2 separate regions of the Mus musculus genome follow, and region 1 is linked to region 2. A link is a contact called in public ChIA-PET data. All regions are on one chromosome and are shown on one strand. Each heading gives the region's core, a stretch centred on a gene start, on an enhancer-like site or on the middle of the called end of the contact. The rest is flanking DNA. Distances are from core to core; before and after follow the strand shown.

Region 1 (5,994 bases), core at 1,806-4,305, 210 kb after region 2:
TTGTCCTCAGCACAGCGCCAAGATTTCTTTAGTTACATTTGGATTTTCTGTGTGTTTTTACACGAATTAAGAAGGTACAGCTGAGTTTTCAGTTTTAAAGAAAGAAACCAGATTGTCTCACATGGGACTTTTCACTTCTTCAGAGAAGAGGATGCAAGCCTGTGAGTTGTGCAGGGCTGTCTCACGCTGAGGGCACCTGTGCTCACAGGCTCACACCTTGGGGCTTCCGCGGCCTCCGAGCTTTGGTATGTAACCCCTCCCTTCCCTGCGAGGCCCTGCGGGTGCTTGCAATCCAACCAGCACTGTTCTTAGGTTCAGGATTCCTCTACAGAGCTCTGCGGGGCGAGGGCAGCTGGCCTCATTTCAGAAACTGAGCCAAGGAGAGGTGATCATAGCTTTGGGCAACACAGCCACCACCCCCCAGCCCCGAAGCAAAGCCGAGGGCTCAGCCCCAGGCTGTTCTTTCCCCAGAGTCTACCACAGCTCCACAGTGCTCACTGAGCTAAGATTCCTGGAACTCAGCAGGGAGTGTACAAGTTAGAGGGGTTTTGTGTGTGTGTGTGTGTTCAAGTTAGAAGGTTTTTTGTTTTTGTTGTTGCTGCTTGATATTTATTTATTTATTTATTTATTTATTTATTTATTTAATGTGCAGCCATAGTGGAGCTCAGTCAGGACACTAAGCTCAAATGTGCTATATAAAGTGGACATGGCCTCTTTGGGCCCTTTTACTCATCCTGGGTTCTGTCAGCTGGGTCTCTCCTGGTCCCCCTGTCCGCTTAGCTCTTCAGGTCCCAATCCAGGCCCCAAAGCCACCTCTGCTGCCAGGTTCTCCCCTTATTTTCTACTAAGAGAGAAAAAGAGAACCTCAGATTGCTTTTAACTTGCATGCTGTCTTTCATTCTTAGTCTTCAGAGTGGGAATTTTATTTTACTTTGTTAAAAATGAGTTTAGGGTCCAGAGCTAGATTTTGAGAGCTGAAAATAGAACAGAAATGGACTTGGATCTTTCTGGGTTTGACTCTGTGATTGTTCCTGGTGAATGCCTGGTGACATTCGGGTTCATGTGTCATTGTGCAGAGCTTCCTGCCCCCACCAGCCTCTTGCCCCCACCCTGACCCTGCCCTGCCCTTCTCTGCCCACAGGGTCACAGTCACCTTGTTTGACCCTTTGAAAAAGTACCAGAAAGTTCTCAAGAGCGTACTAGAGGATGTTTGGTATTTTGTCAGCCCTGGAAGCAGTCTTGGGTTTGGGGTGCCTGCATTGTGTGGCAAAACAGGATGTTTGGGGTGAGCCTGCCTGCAGGCTGTGTGGTTGTGGCAGGATGGGCGCCCTGGCTTTGCCCCTCACTCCCTCGCCAATCCATTTTCTTTGTGTACAGGCTTGTCACGCTGGGGCCCGTGTGGCTTTCCTCCCCAGTAGCCACACCTCTTGCCATCGCCACATGGGTCCCATCTGTCTCTATCAAAACACCAGAGCACAGATTAATGTGATTTGAAAACTCGGTGAGGCACCAGGCCTAAGCCCACTTTATACTTTTCTTGTCCGGCAGTATCTTTCTTGAATGCCAGCTGCATCTTGCTTGCTTGCCCCATGGTCCTCCCTGCATCCTTTCTCCCTTCTCCCAGCTGTTAGTCAAGAACAGAGAACAGTTGGGGCTGAGTCTCTGGGAACAGAGGAAGGGGTGAACCAGCCACCTCTTGCTTTCCCCTCCATCCCCTGTCCCCCAAGACTGCAGCTGGCCTGCTTGATGCTCTGTGACTAAGCCACCTGAGTCGTCTATGGCCGAGTCTCTGAAATACTCAGCAAGCAGCAATTGTTGTTCTCAAATACCAGCCTGTGGGAAGCAAGATAAATGTGTGTAAACCGTTAGGAATTACACAGCTTTAGACACATTCAGGAGGAAAATGGGGGAACTGAAGGCAGAGGTGGATATCTCATTGATATCTCATTGACCTGACACATCTCAGAAGGTTCCTCGTTGACTTTTATAGGGCTTGGCTCAGGTCACTGTCACTTCTGGTTCTCAAGTTCTGCTGGTCCCTTTGGGGGTGTGGGAGGGGAGTTGATTATCTCTTAGATTCTAAAGTACCTCAGGAAGGCTGCTGGTCCTAATTTGACCTGGTTGTTAGGGCCATCTTTCTCCATGAAGAAGTACTATCTTTCTCATGAAGCTGATCGCCTTTCAAATTCATTGAAACAACATAAAGCAAATTGCTACCCAGAGTCTGGACAAATCTCAAAGATGCTCTGATGGTAGCACCCATCCAAGTGGTCAGTAATACAAAGGATTGTCCTGACTTGTTCCTGTGGCTGGGATAAAACATTGACTAAATCCAGCTCAGGGAGGAAAGGGTTTATATTATATTTTTACCAGATAGGGTCCATTATTGAAGGGAGCTGGGAGCTCAAGGAAGAAACAAAAACAGAAACCATGAGGGAACACTGCTGGCTTGCTCTCCATGGTTTGCTCAGTTGGCTTTCTTATGCAACACAGGACTACCACTTGCAAAGGGGATGGCACCACCCACAATGGACTGGGCCTTCCCACTTCAATCACTAATCAAGAAAATGCTCCAGGAGACAGAGACACGCCCACAGCCAATCTGATGGAAGCAATTTCTTGATTGAGAACCTTGATTGAGATCCCATCTTCCCGGGTGACTATAGTTTGTGTCGAGTTGACAGTAAAAACTCACCGGTGCAGATAGCCGTGTCGTTACCGAGCAGCGACTAAGGGTTGTGAATGTTATAAGTATTCTGTTTTTTGCATTTATTGCTTTATTTATGCGCTTGCTTATTTAGAAACAGCCTCACTCAATAGCACCAACTGACCTGAAACTCACTATGATGACCAGGCTGGCCTTGAACTCACAGAATCCCACCTGTCTCTGCTCCCAAGTGCTAGGATTAATGGCGTGAACCACTAAACCTGGCTTACGAGTTTATTGTCTCTAGTACTTCCTGCAGTAACCGACACACAATCGTCTCCTTTTACAGCTGAAGAAGCAGAGTTTAAGCTGGTAGGCAAGGGTTCCAGAGGAAGCCAGTCACACAAGGTCTGCAGCAAGGCCCCTGCAGGGGGTGCCGCCGGTGACAGTTGCCAAAGGCTGAGCACTGAATCAGGAGGTTGAGGAAATGGCATTTGTGTCGTTCCTTTCGACACAAGTTCCATCTCGAAGACAATTATCCTTTTTAGCAGTCTTTTAGGAACAGACAGGCAGTTGTACCATAGGCGGCAAACCAACGCTGTTCCATTGTGGAGACTGTGAGTGCCTGGAGTATATATGGTACTTAAAGGAGACTTCAGCTTCAGAGGAATCAGAATAAACTCACTTGAGGCATTACTTTTAGAAAGTGAAAGTGCTCAGAGGTAAGGACTTCGATGCTGAGCAGTTTCCATCTCTGTACTACCTAGGATCAACAACAGACATACACACACAAACACATTCACTCATACATAACACATACTCACACTCACACATATACTCAGATCCACATGCACACACATTTACACACTCACACATGCACACATACACAGGCACACACACACACACAACACAAAGTATTGTTTGGCAGTTGTTAATTTTCTACCTGGACAACTGGTTAGAGCTACATCCTTCTCTTCTTCTCCGCCTCAGTAGGAGCTGCCAGCAAGCTGAGGAGAAGTTTTGGAAAGGGAGAACCTTGTCCTTGGGAATCCTCATTACTTTCCCTTTCACACCCCTCCCCCTCCAGCCTTTAAAAGTGATAATTGCTTGAAAGGACTGGTGGGAAGTAATTTGTATTGGTGAAGCTCCAGTGAATCTCAATGGAGTGGTGTTGACCATTGGTGGCTTCCTGTTTAATTACGGGGCTTGAGAACTATGGTACCTGCCCCCATCTCAGCCAAGGGCCTGAGACTTGGTGGGGATAAGAAAGCAAAAAAAGAAAAGGGAAAAACAAAACAAAACAAAACAAAACAGGACTTCCCTGGTTTTTCAAAATCTTGTATGTAAAACAGGAAGTCATGGTTTTGTAACAGCGGAGAATGTCTTCAAACGCTTTGAATGTTTGAGTTTTGGTCTCTAGATTAAAGTGTGTACCAGTTCAGGATGGTTGCGGCTTCTGGTGGTTGCTGCCCCCGGGTCTTGGCACTTTACATACCTGCCTTTACGTGAATGCTGACGGCACAGCGTTGTAAGGGGTTTGTCCGTATTAACATGTGCCCTCCACTAAGTCCTCTGGGCCCCCCCAGGTCTCGCTCCTATTGTCCAAACGAAGGAAAACAGTAACGGAGTGACTCTCCGGTGGCCACCCTGCTGGTGATGGCAGCACTGGCCTTACAGTTCTGGCAAAGGGGACATGCAACTCATCTTTGCTGTCCTGGTAGACAGGCTGTCCCTCTAGAGTTTCAGAAGCCTCCGTAGACAATCCAGCCCTTGGCCAGTCACCGCTTTTCACCTGTTAACAACAGAGACAAATGGAGCCAGAAGAGTTGCCCAAGGCGCTCCGATGCCAGTGCCTCCTGCATGGTCTCACTCCTGCTTTGGATTTAATTGGTTCATCCACACAGGTGTTTGGGCAGATGTACCTAAAGGCTGCGTAGATGGAGACAAACAGATCTAACAAGTTGCCCCTCTGTCTGCCAAGTCCCTTTGTTAACAAGCCGGAATACACAGATAGAAATGTCAAGATTTTAGACACCCAAGTCTGTATGCTAAACCTGGGACCGGGAAGAGCCTCTGCCGAATTCCACAGTTGGCCTGGTTCCCATCCTGTATTCTCGGCTGCAGATAGAAAATGGAAAACACACAGCAGTCAACCCTAATTATGTGTAAGATCTCACTGCAGATTCCTTCTAATGTAATTAAGGGGGTTAATAGTGTCAGGAGTGGAGGGAGCGGGGGACCTGAGGTGTGACAGGGGAGGGCTTGTTTGCTTCTGTTCGGTTTATTTTTAAAGGCTTGTGTTGAGCTGTTCATCCTAAGCCAAAGTGAGCGTCCTGTCAAGCAAGGGACCCGAGGAGGCTGGACTCTGCGCTGGTGCTGCTCACCATCCTGTTCTGCCACATGGGAAAGATCTGTCAGATAGGCCAGGGCGTCTTACCTCACAGCTCAGGGCTTCCTGAGGGTGCTTGCTCTTGCTCCGACGCAAGTGACCCCAGTTCCAGGACTGCCTTTTATATAATGTGTTGTACACGCAAGGAAGGGAAATGGGAGTTTGTCTCGTGCTTTTATTTGGATTGGACAAACCAAGTCCAGAAAAAAAAAATATCCTTAGTGCTCTGCCTATTAACCCAGGTCAAGGCTTCAAGAAGAGAGGGTGTTTACAGGGAGTGATGAGACCCGGAAGAACCCGAAAGACAGAAAGGTACCAGGCTAGACTGACTACTGACAGAAGTCTTTCTCTTGGTAGAGTCATTACTTGCTCCTGATGGCTGGCTTGGGAAACTTGATGAGTGGGGAGGACAGACGGACAGGCAGGCCATCATAGCCTGTGGAAGTCAGGGGCGTGGCTTCTGTGCTCTTCCCAAAGCCAGAGTGGGTGGTTGCCCCTGGTGGTGGGAACCACCTTCTTTCTCTCGATGTGAAGACCGATGTGTCCCCTTCCTACTCCGCCCCTCCCTTCTTCAGGCACCTGCCATGGCTCCCCAGGCCTAACTCTGTGGATGCCTGTCTCTGCATTGCTAACTGTGATGTTCAGGAGGGAGAGCCACTCTCCTTCCAGGCATCCTGGATGCTGGCTCCTGGCTCCCACTTCAAGAAACTTCATGTGGCCGTCGTCCCTACAGTCCTGTCCCCATGCAGGTTTCTGACCCAGTCACAGAGTGGTAGCAGAAGGCAGCGGGGTGGGGGTAGGGAGTGGAGCCGGAGTGTTGGTGTCAGGGCTAGTCCACCCTTTCTATTCCTTGTACCTAAAACTTCATAGCTGACCATGGAGCCACTTGGCTATAATCCCAGCAGGCTGAGCAAGTGGATTGCAAGTTCAATCCCGCAGCCGCTGCCTTTTTCCGCCT
Region 2 (5,650 bases), core at 3,066-5,565:
AGGTTCTCTAAGAACACAGGCCATCTGAAGAGGGCTTTTCAATGGCAAAGTACTTTCCCGTGCATCCTCTCTCCACAATTTCAAGCAAGCTTCTGGGGCAGGTATTACAGCTCATAGTATTACAGAGAATATGCAAAGGCCCAAAAGCAGTGTTTCCCTCTGCTAGCCTGTGAAAAGGCTCTCCCAAGGTCCACACACAGCCAGCAAGTGGGAGCTGAGAGAACTCTAGCGGAAGCTATGTCTGCAATGTTGGGTACCTTCTTCACCAGTGGACACTTCTCATCTTTCTGAAGCTCGGCATGAATTTCCCCTGCTGCAGGCTTCCCTGGGCCCCCTCACTCAGAATTGATCGTCTGTTCTCTTCTGGCCCCTATTTGTTCTGCACATATCCTCATGAAAATAACTCCATAGGTTTAGGATATTGACTTACATGGGCTCTAAGGGGTCTTAGTGAAGAGAGGTCTTACTGGTTCTCAGACGTAGACATGGTATGACTTTAAGTCCAACAGTGAATAGGACACAATGGCGCTTGTGGCCCCAATGGTGTGTGAACTCTGGGAAATGAAGCTTACAAAAGGCAGCATTTCCTCTGATAGAATTGAAGCATAGTGAATAAGCCGTCTTTTTAGATGTCACACAAGAATCAGCTTGACCTTCCTAATATTAAAAGCTAGTTGGAACACATATGGTTCCCGTTGAGGTCAGAATTGTCTGCTTAGACTCAGTCAATTCTGACAATGAGAATGATATTAAATGTCCCAAGTAATTCTCAAACTAACTCTAAGTGGGTACTAATATAGCCAACATACAGACATATATATGCACATATCTAGGAAAAATATATTATCTTTTCTTCAGGCTTTTTTTGTCCAACTCACCCTTTTACTGTATTTAGTTCTGTTGACCTAGGAGAGATAATTAAATATGTCAGATGGCCTTACAATTGCACAAGTTAGGAGTAATAAGACTATGTACACGCAATCGTAAGTAAGGCACTTTTAGCTAGAGATGCATGACATTTCTGCAAGCCTTCCAAACAGTCAGGCACAAATCCTGTGGAGCTAAATCCCGCCAGTGAGTTCTCCCACTTTTTTCTATGCAGTAGCTCAGACCAGGAAGTGGGGCTCCTGGCTGCTTCCTAGCAGAAGGCAGAATAGCCAGGGAGGAGGCTGGTTTATCAGAGCCACCTGGGAAATTCTCAAATATTCTCCCTTTGTCATCCCCAGAAATAAAAGTGGGAAGGGCGCGGGGAACTCTTGCCAATGTTAGTTTTCTAGAACATGCCTTGGGCATAGTCAGTGAAAAGAAAGAGGGAGAAAAAAATCAACTGGTGAGCTTTCCTGGCGGAAAGACAAGATTCGAATAAGCTGTTTAGCCTTTGCTTTCAGTGTTCCCAAACATCATAAAGATTCCAGCTCTTGTAAAAGGGAGCCCGTTGTTTACAATAGACTATTCTGGAGAGAATGGGTGTGTCTCATGAGGCAAATATTTGCCCATTGGAGGGTAATAAAACTGTATGAAGCTCTTACCCCCCTGCTCCATGTGGTCACTCACTCAAGTCTATTTTAAGATCTTGTCAGGCACAAACATTTACAAGACCCTGGCATTTCTCCTTAAGAATATATAACTGACCTTAAAGGCCACAGTCTCCCTTATCAGAGCGGGTGGCAGGGATTTATGCAGAGCCTTTTGCTCTCTTCTTTGAGTTTAGCCCCTTGAGACCCCAGGCACGCATCCCGCCCAATCCTGTTCTGTTGTCACCATATCCCGTGCTGTTGAATAGACCTCTTGTAAAAACGCAATGTGTACCTCTTTCCTATTTTTTCCCCTGAAGCTCTAAACAAATCTTACATCAGTTTGGTAAAATGTGCAGCTCTCTCACATTCCTTGGGCTGATTATAAAGGTCAAAGCTCTAAAGAGTAGAGGAAATCTTTTTTGCAAGAATCCATATGGCTGGCCGGGCAGTGGTTGAACATATCTTTTAATCCCAGCTCTTGGGAGGCAGAGTCGGGCGCATCTCTGTGAGTTCAAGACCAGCCTGGTCTACAGAGCTAGTTCCAGGACAGAGAAGGCAACACAAAGAAACCCTGTCTTGAAAACAAAACAAAACAAAGCATCCACATGGCCAAAAGACAATTGAACCCAGCAAAAACCACACTCCAGAAACGGACAGATTCAGGGGGCGTTTACAGATCCAGCGCTAGCTGAGGCTCTCCCCTTTGCTTGGGTTCCAGCCACTAGCAAAGCCTTCTGGCAAAACCACATTGACTAAAACCACAGGGCTTCTTCATTGAGCAACAGGAGTCACAACCAAGGATGAGAGCCTTGTGGAGGACAAAAAGGACAGTGGGATGGGGCCAGCAGGGACAACTAGAGCTAAACCAGGCCATGAAACCCTCCCCTGAGCATTCCCAACTCTGCTTCAACCGCGGTGCCCACCCCTTCTGCTCTCAGGAAAAGCAGTATGCACCACCGCGGCAGATGCATCTTTCTCTTCATAACCATTCATGAGACAATGGCTCTCGTACACACGAGCTTTGTGAACACCTCTGGGTTCCTTTTCAGGTTAGTTGGTGTGGGAACAAGGACCCAGGCTCTTCTCTGTTTAGGGCTGGATGATGTCTATGATCCTAAGACAGACACAGGAAGTGCTCAGCTCTATTGCTATAAAACTAATAAATAGCATGAAAAGCAGAGAATACAACCCAGAGAAAACCTGTGCTCAGAGTCTAGGGACGGAACGCAAAAGCAGTAGGTACCCAATGGCAAGAATAGTTGGAAGACTAGGGTGTGAAGAGAGGGAAAAGATTACATGTCATAAGAAAAAGGAAATTGTGTTGATAATGATTCCTGGAGCCACAGCTAGCAACTTCAGCTAAATATGCCCAATGTGGCCCAATGCTACCAGCGTTAAGAGCATTCCTCATACAGATCAAAGGAAGACCCTCAGAATGATGTCTTTAAACTCAATACAAATATTGTCCCCCAAACAGGAGATCTGCAGAATACTAGACTTTGCATATATTAGAAGAATTTCTCAGGTCACAGCAAGACTAATCTTTAACATCACAAGATTCATTCATTCATTCATTCAATGTATTTGATATCTAAAAAGCAGCTTTATTTTTATGGCAGTCTGGAGCTCAGAGGAAAAGGAACATTGTGGCAGTAAGAGATGGGCTCTGTAGACATTCAAATCTCTGGTCACCGTAACCTTTTCAAGCCACACTTACTTCATAGAATCATTGTGGATTGATTGGCAGAGTCCTCAGATGAGAACACTGACAATCCAGGTTGACTGTAAAAGAGAACAATAATTTCAAGTGTGAAGGAAACGTTCCAGATTAAAAAAACAAAAAAAACAAAACAAAACAAACAAACAAAAACACAGTGTATGCTGTCTAGATCCTTATAAACATATTTCCTCTTCATGAAGACAACTGTCACACTTCCTTCCCTGAAGTGTATGCTGTTAAGCTTATTTACTTCCTGGTACTCAGAATAGGTTTTTCTCCAGCAGTCTGGGAAGGCAGCCGGGTGGGTGGGTGGCTTTGGGGCCCACACTGGACCAGCATCTGAGTCGCAACAAATCCCATATTGTCCAGACCCTAATGAAATTGCTTCTGGCGTCGCCAGGAAAGTGTTTACTCGCCTCTAAATTAACTCCATTGTCCATCCGAGAGAAGAAAGTAAGTCAGCTATCAAAAGGGAAAAAAACAAAAAACAGAAAACAAAAAATGAGGCAGGCACGGAGTTCTTGCTTACAGCAGTAGGTTTTATTGTTTTGTTGTTGTTATTTTGGTTTTAAAGGGTTGTTTTTCCACAAGTTCCTTTATGTCCTAAGACAAAGTCCCTTCTCGTGGCTCTCTGTCCCGTAATGACATTTCTCAGAACAGCCTTGGGCTCCTGGTCGCTGTCCCGTTGTGCGCCACCACCACCCCTCCCCACTTCATCCCCCATGGCTGCACGCAGAAACCTTTTCCTCAAGTGATGGACTCCTGTTTTGCAGCCAGTCAGCACCTGCTCTCAAAACCTGATCCCTCCCTGGTTTGTTTCAAGTGGAGCCAGGGGATCCGGACTTAATTAGCAGTGATATATCTCTCATACTGATCAGTTCCATCCAGCTTCCCCCTGGGGCCCCAGATTTGTCTCTATTTGGAATCCCCGTGCTTGCTGGGCGGCTGGTGTTTGCAGTTAGCTGGCAGCCGCTCGCTCGCTCGCTTGCTCGCTTGCTCGCTTGCTCGGAGAGCACGCCGGGTGGGAACACTCGCCGGGTGGCGGAGCAGGCAGCCTTTGGCGGGGCTGGGGAGGAGACAAGTCCTGGCGGCTTCCTTCAGCCCAGTGCCCACAGCCAAAGGCCAGGCTGGGAGACAGCCCCTCCTCAGACACCGGAAGAGACTCGGGGAGGCTGGGAATGGCTGGAGACGGTGGTCACCCTCACTCAAGGAAGCTCCGTGGCATGGCAGAGGCCTGGATGTCGCGAGTTTGCAAATGGCCTTTTGGGCTGCTGAGGAAGGATTTCTTTCTTTCTTTCTTTCTTTCTTTCTTTCTTTCTTTCTTTCTTTCTTTCTTTCTTTCTTTTTCAGGAGGGGAAACCGCCTCCTGCTCTGTACCATCTCGAGCCAAAATAACATGTTTTGGCAACCATTATTTGGCAATTAGGGCCTCAGCTCACTGAAAGCATTCTTCCATGCAAAATATGCCTTGGAAAGAAAACACTAAACCACATCTGAGTGAAAATATAGGAAGTCAACAAAGGGGTGACTGAGCAGGGAGAGTCAGCAGGAGCGCTTTGGAGGAGGGCGCAGTTGGCAACTAGACCTTTCCATTGCCCTGACTCCAACTCTACCCCAGTCTAGGCAAGGCTCGAAGACTTAGCATAACAGCATACTGCGTGCTGGGCTCCATTCCCTGGCCCCCCAAACAGCCTTCCCGGCAGGATCTAAAGAAAGGCAAAAGATAGGGTATGTCTGCAGGTCAGTTCACCCCACCCCCCAGCCACCCCCACCCTCCCAGCTACACACATATACAATCTGCAAGACTGAGCAGGGGACGGGAACAACGGGTACAGGGACCCTTCTAGGTACTGACTGACTCCTCTCTCATCCTAACACTGCTCCCTTTCAGCCAGTGTGAGAGCAGAGAGATTGCTCTTCCCACGGTCCCATGGAAACCGCATCCTTTGATAAAGAGAACCGCCAAGCAGGTTAACATCCATCAGGTACAACCGGACAGAAGCAAGGAGATTATGACTCAGGGCATGTTGCGTTTTCTGGTGTGTTCCAAGCATATGTGTTGCCATATGCTCTGGTCTACTGTCACACACAGTCTGCTGTGTTCATTCTTTACTGTCCTTGCTCAATTCCCCGATCTGTTGCCTGGTGAGAAACTGTAAAGATTGGGCTTTGAAGGCAGGAAGCAATACCCAATTACACCTTGCACACAATAATACGCCTCTACAGTGGGCCCGACAAAACCACATCCTCCACTCAGCTGTCACAGCGTAGGGCAGACACAGGGCCAAGACACCTGGACTCCCCTCCCTTGTAAACACAACTACCACCTGTAGGCTAGCTCCAGAAGAAATGTTAGTGGATGTCCTGTGGACAGAGACAACCAAAGTGGTTCTCATCACTCTCTCACTGTGTA

Evidence for each region. ChIA-PET counts read pairs in DNA pulled down with a chosen protein or histone mark.
Region 1: a contact with region 2 is called in an RNA polymerase II ChIA-PET map of memory CD8 T cells, with 1,081 read pairs. The contact joins two enhancer-like sites. A contact is called at or near these places in 2 of 484 Hi-C or Micro-C datasets (CD4 T cells and double positive thymocytes) and 5 of 115 datasets of contacts at active chromatin or transcription factors (double positive thymocytes, memory CD8 T cells, regulatory T cells and 2 more).

The regions. Positions count from the first base shown.
Region 1 is chr3:131,156,331-131,162,324 of GRCm38.p6, forward strand. The region is part of intron 3 of Lef1 (lymphoid enhancer binding factor 1); the gene reads left to right. Among named protein-coding and RNA genes, the nearest start is that of Lef1, 49 kb to the left of the region's middle. Within about 2 kb of position 3,056, at least 22 of the 459 cell types and tissues checked have an H3K27ac peak or open chromatin away from gene starts, as enhancers often do. A contact at or near this core is called in double positive thymocytes, memory CD8 T cells and regulatory T cells, where this site is marked.
Region 2 is chr3:130,942,001-130,947,650 of GRCm38.p6, forward strand. No RefSeq gene overlaps it. Among named protein-coding and RNA genes, the nearest start is that of Gm36520, 93 kb to the left of the region's middle. Within about 2 kb of position 4,316, at least 180 of the 459 cell types and tissues checked have an H3K27ac peak or open chromatin away from gene starts, as enhancers often do. A contact at or near this core is called in double positive thymocytes, memory CD8 T cells and regulatory T cells, where this site is marked.